2 separate regions of the Drosophila melanogaster genome follow, and region 1 is linked to region 2. The links are chromatin contacts, called in public Hi-C maps. All regions are on one chromosome and are shown on one strand. Each heading gives the region's core, a stretch centred on a gene start, on an enhancer-like site or on the middle of the called end of the contact. The rest is flanking DNA. Distances are from core to core; before and after follow the strand shown. Region 1 holds the start of lap (like-AP180). Region 2 holds the start of CG10098.

The links. Hi-C and Micro-C count contacts between places; a contact is called where the count stands out from the background.
Region 1: a contact with region 2 is called in a Hi-C map of the Kc167 cell line, with 2.4 times the contacts expected there. The contact joins the promoter of lap here to the promoter of CG10098 in region 2. A contact is called at or near these places in 14 of 107 Hi-C or Micro-C datasets (the Clone 8 cell line, the Kc167 cell line, the OSC cell line and 5 more).

What each region holds. Positions count from the first base shown.
Region 1 is chr3R:7,185,547-7,188,946 of dm6, forward strand. lap (like-AP180) reads left to right here and starts at 1,448. Exons shown (of 11, transcript NM_079528.3): 1 at 1,448-2,001. The coding sequence starts at 1,866. CG10055 reads right to left here and starts at 1,127. Exons shown (of 3, transcript NM_141446.2): 1 at 760-1,127; 2 at 268-664; 3 at 1-211. The coding sequence starts at 1,025.
Region 2 is chr3R:7,122,515-7,125,988 of dm6, forward strand. CG10098 reads left to right here and starts at 2,034. Exons shown (of 3, transcript NM_141437.4): 1 at 2,034-2,292; 2 at 2,361-2,548; 3 at 2,905-3,474. The coding sequence starts at 2,146. It overlaps Alh (Alhambra), which reads right to left and starts at 1,671. Exons shown (of 10, transcript NM_079526.3): 1 at 1,390-1,671. The coding sequence starts at 1,424.

The DNA.
Region 1 (3,400 bases), core at 198-2,697, 62 kb after region 2:
GATGCGCTTGCTCCTGGGTCATGGAAGTCTCGTAGATTTTCGGTTTGTAGCGTAAAGGATTCTGGTGACCGGACGGAACCTGTAGCTCCACAAAATTTATTTTGTACTGCTCGCGGGAAAAGCGCTTCATCTCATCGACCACGCGCTCTTGCCGCCTTTGGATGGGGCTCATGCGATGTGGCTCCGACACGCGGCACGTGGCTCTGTCCAACTGTGAAAACATCTGTGTTTAGTGCGCGGAAGAGCAGGTTAACCAATTGAACTCACCTCACTCAGGTCTAGCGGTCCGCTGTATTCGCTAGCATAGCCGTACCCAAAATTGTTGGTCAGCTTGTAGGTGCGCTCGTGGTCGTCGAGCTGCAATTGGCACTGATCGGTGATTCGTTTGAGTTTCCATTCCTGCACCAGAGGCTGCTTGTCCGGCAAATTGGCACTCAGTGTGGGTAGGTGCAGGAATGCGGCTATGTACTCTTTGCGACTATTCCACTGCTTGGCTGCATCCCCCGTACCACCGCCTCCGCCTCTTTCTCCACCGGGTCCTTCCTGGGCACCCGCTGTTAGGGGCAGACAGCGCAGGCAAATTTGGTAGTGATTCTCTGTCGTGTTGAACTTTATCAACAGCGTCTTCAGCTCTCGCAAGTCGAAGGTGCGACGGCTGTGGAATCTGTCCGAAAAGGGAGTACAAGTACGCAATGATATCGCTGGAATTTCGCCACCATGGCCCACCATGGGCACGACAGATTGCCGGATGTGACTCACTTGTACAGCTTAACATCTGCGTAGAAATAAAGATCGTGCGCGTCAACGAATATATCGCAGTTTCTTATGCGATCCACATGCAACGCCTCCGCTTCCGCCAACCCCGACCCCGCTTCCTGACCAAACTCCTCACCAGCGGAAGAAGAAGCAGCAGCAGCTGCTGCTGGCTGGGCCGACTTTGAGGACTGATTCAGGACAGGCGGGCGGGGTATGATCAGCGTGCACGAGTTCTCCAAATAACTGTGTGCAATCTGTCCATTCAACATCTTACAATTTTATTACGAGACTGTTGATTGTGCTAACTACTGTTTTTTAGTATAATTTTATTTATTTTAATGACCAGTATGACCGCCTACTCGAAACTAAAAATTCCTGTTGACAGCCCCTTAGCTTACGTTACGTTTGGCTACACTTCCGACAAATCTAGCTACTTTTTAACTGCTGTTGGGGAATTTTAAGTGCTAAGTTATAAAAAAAGATTTATTTATAGTATCTTAATATTTTATATTTTTATTTATTTATTTATCATTATTTTTTTTTATTTTCAGAACTTATATGAACACATCGTAAAAGCTAAGTTCAGCTATTTCGTATTCGCTTACGTTATGGCAATCGATATTTTCCCACCTAACGCCGTAAACTCAAGTCGATTGCACGCGTTAGCTCCACTTTGTGGACGCTTTAGGACATTGCTCATACGCTCGCTCCATTTGCCAGTCGCCATTATCGATTTGTGGCAGAGGAAAAATAGAGAATTAAAAAATCGCGTTTCAGCGTTAGGCACCGGTTAGAGAGCGCATAAACCGCGGCGATAAATTGTGTAGTGATTGTGACGTAGGAACCACTAAATCTTTACTGTTAGTTTAATCGTGAGGCTCGCATAGCAGAGTTTTCCCGTTCGAAATATTCTCAATCAATCAATACCTCTCTGTCTCTCGCTCGCCCCATACGCGTGTGTGTGTGTGTCTCTCTCTCCCTCTCTCTGTATCTGCTTTCGAGTGTGTGTGTGTGTCGGTGTGGTCAGCTCCTTTGGTGCATAATTAAATTAATCAAGTAAATAAAAACCAGCGAGCGGCAGCAGAAACAACAACAGCAACAGCTTCATCATGACCATGGCAGGGCAAACGATCAACGACAGGCTGCTGGCCGCCCGTCACAGCCTTGCGGGCCAAGGACTCGCCAAGTCCGTTTGCAAGGCCACCACGGAGGAATGCATTGGCCCGAAGAAGAAGCACTTGGACTGTGAGTTGCCCTGTCTATCTCTTTCCCTTGCCCACTCTCTTGGTCTTTCATTGCGTAAATCACCGTTACATTTCCTTGTTATAACACAGAGAGAAAAGAGGCACAGCCTTGTGCTACTAGTGGAAATGTACCCATCAAACACACGAAAATATTATTGTTACTTTGTAACGCTTTAAAATTAATTTATTTTTATTTGCAAACATAAGTCGCAATAAAATCTGTTTAGAAATTAACTTAAATTTTAATAATAATAAAAATTGGAATGAATAATATACTAAAGTAAGGAGTGCCTAACAAATTAGCAAAGAAAATAAAAAATTTAAATGTAGCCTAAATATAAAAACCATCGGCACAGTTAGTACGCTGCAAAAGTAATTTAGCAACAACATTCAGATGCAACCAGTTCGGGTTTCTTGGCTTCCTCGCTCCATTTTCACGTGCCTTTTGTTTTTGTGCGATAAATCACAAAGTTTTCTGAAAACGAAACCACTGATTACGGTCCACAAAGTCCCACAAACACAAACCACCACCCTCAAATTGCATCTGTGGCTCAGCTGCTGGTGTTTGTGGACTCCGTTCGTCATTGATTGGACTCCCCTCTCTTTCTACCAACACACTCTCTCTCTCTCTCTAATGTTACGTCACTTTCCCACGGGTGCACGTGTGTTTGTAGGGGCTTTGAATGGCTTAAAACGCCTACGAAAGCAGGGATTGTGTTTGTCACGGTGTCATTGCTTGTTAAATTTATGCAAGAGTCTTCCCTAATTTGCTGGATTTGCTTACACGTTTGAATTTTGCAAATACTTCTAAAGAGCTCCATATCCTAACGACATTCATTCCCGTTGGAATCTGTTTTTTTGGCTAGTTTTGCTCGCATTTTGACCCCCTTTTATTTAGCTTGTTGGCACTTTTCAGATGACTCATCAGATATGGCTACGAGTAAATGGGAATAAAAGAGGGCAATATTGTGGGGCGTTACTTGTCACATAAACATTGTATTGCAGTTGCCGCAAACCAATTTCCAATATAACCCAAAATTTGGCCACATGTGCTGTTTATTCAAGTTGATTACTTTATCCAAAACGTTATGCTCAATTCAGTTACCAAAAGTCTAAATAAATTAAACCTGAGTTAAAAGTCAGTCCGTACATTTTACAAGACGTCAGCAGGTAGCATGAAATATATTTCTTCTACCTATTTTCTCTATTTTCTTTTGTTAACAACTTTTGTCCTATGATAAAACCAGTTGTGTGTTCACGGAAACAACAGCACTTAATGAGCTTTACACCGATTGAAAAGATCCCAGAATATTTCAACCAGCTACACAAGTGGGCAATAATAATTAAAATTAAGTATCAATGGTCCCCCACTACAGTGGAGTCTCGATACCCGACACATT
Region 2 (3,474 bases), core at 784-3,283:
ACAGCTATGCCACCGAATATTGATAGGAGGTTTTAGCACAGCAATACGAACAACAAATATTTTTAACTTTCACAAAACGGGCAACGCACACACAAACACTCTCTTCTGCGGCATTCCGTGGGCTGGTGTTGGTTCATTGAACCTGATTTAAATGGGCTACCAAAAATAAAACAGGAAAATGCAGCCCTGCCCCGAATCCAATTGGATGTCGATTTGGTCCCAATGTGCGATCGAACGCAAATATGTGGGTCGCGGAGATTTCACAACAACAACGGCAATTATTATAATAATAATAATAACGGCATGCGGGTGCTGTTTCTGTTTCATTCATGCATGCGCATCTGTGCGAGAGATCGCGGCGGAGGAGAGTGCGGGTCTAGTTGTACCGTTATTGGGTCAGCGTGTTGCCAACTGCCGAAAAAGAAAAACGCAGCCAGCGTGTTGCCAACAGCGGGTTAGCTGGAGTTCTCTAACTTAACGGTGTAAAATCACACACACTTGGCCATATGAAACGAGGCCGCTCTGCACGTTGCTTTTGTAATGAAGAGCAATGCACTTTCGACACAAGCAAACACACACTGTCGTCAGGCAGAACAGATACATACACACGCACGCGGGGAGATGCTACATTAATGTTGACGAAATGCCGGAAAAGGGGGCGCGCTTTTGGGGGGTGGAATACGGGTGGGTGTGTGTACATGTATATATGTACCCCATTTAAAACATCCTTCGGGGGAGTTTTTGGGGACTGGAGGGTAGTTTCTCCCAGTTTCCGCAACTCGTCTCTTAAAGCACTGCTTAAATTTCCTTCAAATTGTGTGTATACCCGTGGCTTGAATTTATTGATTTTTATGGGCAATTGCTTTAATTTCACTGGCCAGCAGGGCTTTAAAACGTCATCAGCGGTGTGCCACCAAACAAAAAGAAACTAGTTTCACGGCGGGGAAAATGCGCGCGGTCAAAGTCGTCAAGCAACGCACAACAAAAACAGAAAATATCTATTTTTTTCAGGGAGCGGTCTATCGAAAACTTGAAATTCTTTCGACTTTCTTGCTATTTTCACGCAGAGGTTTCTTATTGGCCGCTAGCACCCTCACAGAATATTGATTTTCTAAATTTCTTTACCCAATTTGGCACTTTAAATAAATGGTTTCCAGCCCGCAGCTGTGGGTTAGCGTTTATCTAGCTTTTCGTGGCTTTTCTCAGCACTTTTCCGCGTCTCACAGTCTTCACAGCCGCCCACGAGTAGCAAACGCACGCAAGTAAAATAATCAACACTCAAAAAAGGCGCTGAACAACACCATCCACCAGCGCAACAACAACACTGTGTGCGCGAGTATTTACAACTACAGCTACAACAACACCAGCAGCACACACCACTCCACACACCTTGTAACTTGTTTGTTGTTGTTTCGCTCGCACATCGGGAGCGAGCAGTGCGGGCGCGAGAGGGAGACAACACCACCTGCTCTGTATACAAATGCAGCTTAGTGGATACAATTTTGCTGGATGCGCGGTTTTTCCAATTGCCCGAATATCGCGAAAAGCTTGCAATTCCGAGACGTTCCGCGTTTTCCTTCTATGCAGACAGGTTTTTGAGCATTTTAACGCCGAAACAAGAAAAACCTCGGTTACCAGACGAATGGGCAGATTTCTAGCGATGGGTACTTTATCAGAGAAGGGTAAAATGCTTAGAGATGGGATGCGACTTGTCTGCATTTTTCCAGATTCAAAGGAAAACCCGATATTCATTATAACTTCCCTCTCTTATTCAATGCTGCTAATTATGGTGTAAATGAAGGTTGTAATTTAAGTAAATCGAATTCTTATTGGTGTTGGATCATAGTATTGTCAACATTAATGCTCGTCATTTAAATAATGGAGATGTATAAGGAAATATTTTATATATAGAACACTAAAATACCTAATCCTTATAGTTCTTTTAGAATTCTCCATACTAAACAAATAAATAACGTCCGATGTTGCCAGACGAGTCAACGGCTCATCGCCACGGTTCATTTCCACGATATATATTGGGCAGTGTTGAATAACGTTTGAACCTTAAACAGCTGTGGGAAAAATCAATTTTGCAACTCCCTCGCGCACTTCTGAAGAAACTTCTTCGCGAGAAAAGCACGGATAAAAATGACCAACGGTGACTGCTTTGTTGTTCTGCCCGAGAACTGTGCCGAAGGAACTTTGATCATCGGTCGCAATGCGGAGGACGAAAAAAACGTCAACGTTGCTTCGGAGGTTTGCTTCTACGATGCCACCGAAGTGCTTGAGGGGAAGGTAAAGACAGACTCCTCCGAAAACGAAGCTCGATCAATGACTCACCACCCAAACACCTCACATTTCAGACTGACGGTGGAGCTTCTGCCGAGACAGGCGGCGATATGTTGCGTGTTATATTGCAAAAACCGCAGCCGGGTCTCTGGGGTGGGGACTTCGGGGCCAATGAACGCGGAGTGGCCCTAGGTCTTACCTGGGCGGCAGGTGAAAACGAGGCCAAGGACAGCGACAGCCTGCTGGGCACGGATATAGTGCGGTAAGTTCTCTTTCAATATCTGCGTATCAACAAACTATGCACAACAAAGCAAATTATTTGCACTTAATATAAATAACTTTCATCACTAAAAATGTATGTACATATGAAGTCTATATAATGCAGAACGTAAATACTTATTCAAAGGATGACATTTTGTGGCTGATGTTTGTAATTAGCATTCCAATCCTTTCGTGTCCTTTAGGGCTTATTAATGCTTGAAGATACTATTATTTCAACATTATTTCATAAGTTAATTAAAAACGAATCAATCAGAAATTTAATGTTGTCGAGAAACTAAGGCTTTTACAATTATTATAAATCATGAAATAATAAATCATCTAATAACTTTTTTGTAGCTTGACTTTGGCTGTCGCCAAAGATGTGGACGATGCTGTAGACCGGATTGGAGCTTTGGTGGCCAGTCACGGTCACGACAACTCCAAACTAAACTTCATCGCTTGCGATGCAGCTGCTGCCTGGCTTGTGAGTTGCTCTGGCAAGGTATGGGCCGCTGAGAAATTGGAGGCCAGCTTCTTGCGTTTGCCCTCCGGAGGACTGGCTGTGACCACTGTGGTGAACAAGTCAAGCGAGGGATTAGATGACGCTGCCAGTTTTGCCGCTGCTCACGATGCAGAGGCCCAGGCCCCGGCAGTGGATTGGTGTGGTCCCAAGCCAGCTGGCGATGGAACATATACCCAGCACGACATGTTCGAGACGCTGCGATCCGCCAGTAATGCGAGCAGCTCGAGGGCGGCTACCGTTTCGGTGCTGTCGGTGAAGGGAATCTCATGCCATTGGTTCACCGGGACGCCCAATGCCGCCGAGTCTGTGTTTAAGCCGTTCGTTTTTGCCCCAAATCCGAGGATCTCGCCGCTAACCCAAGTGCAAGCGGAAGCGGACTTGACGTTGCTGCACAAGCTACACTC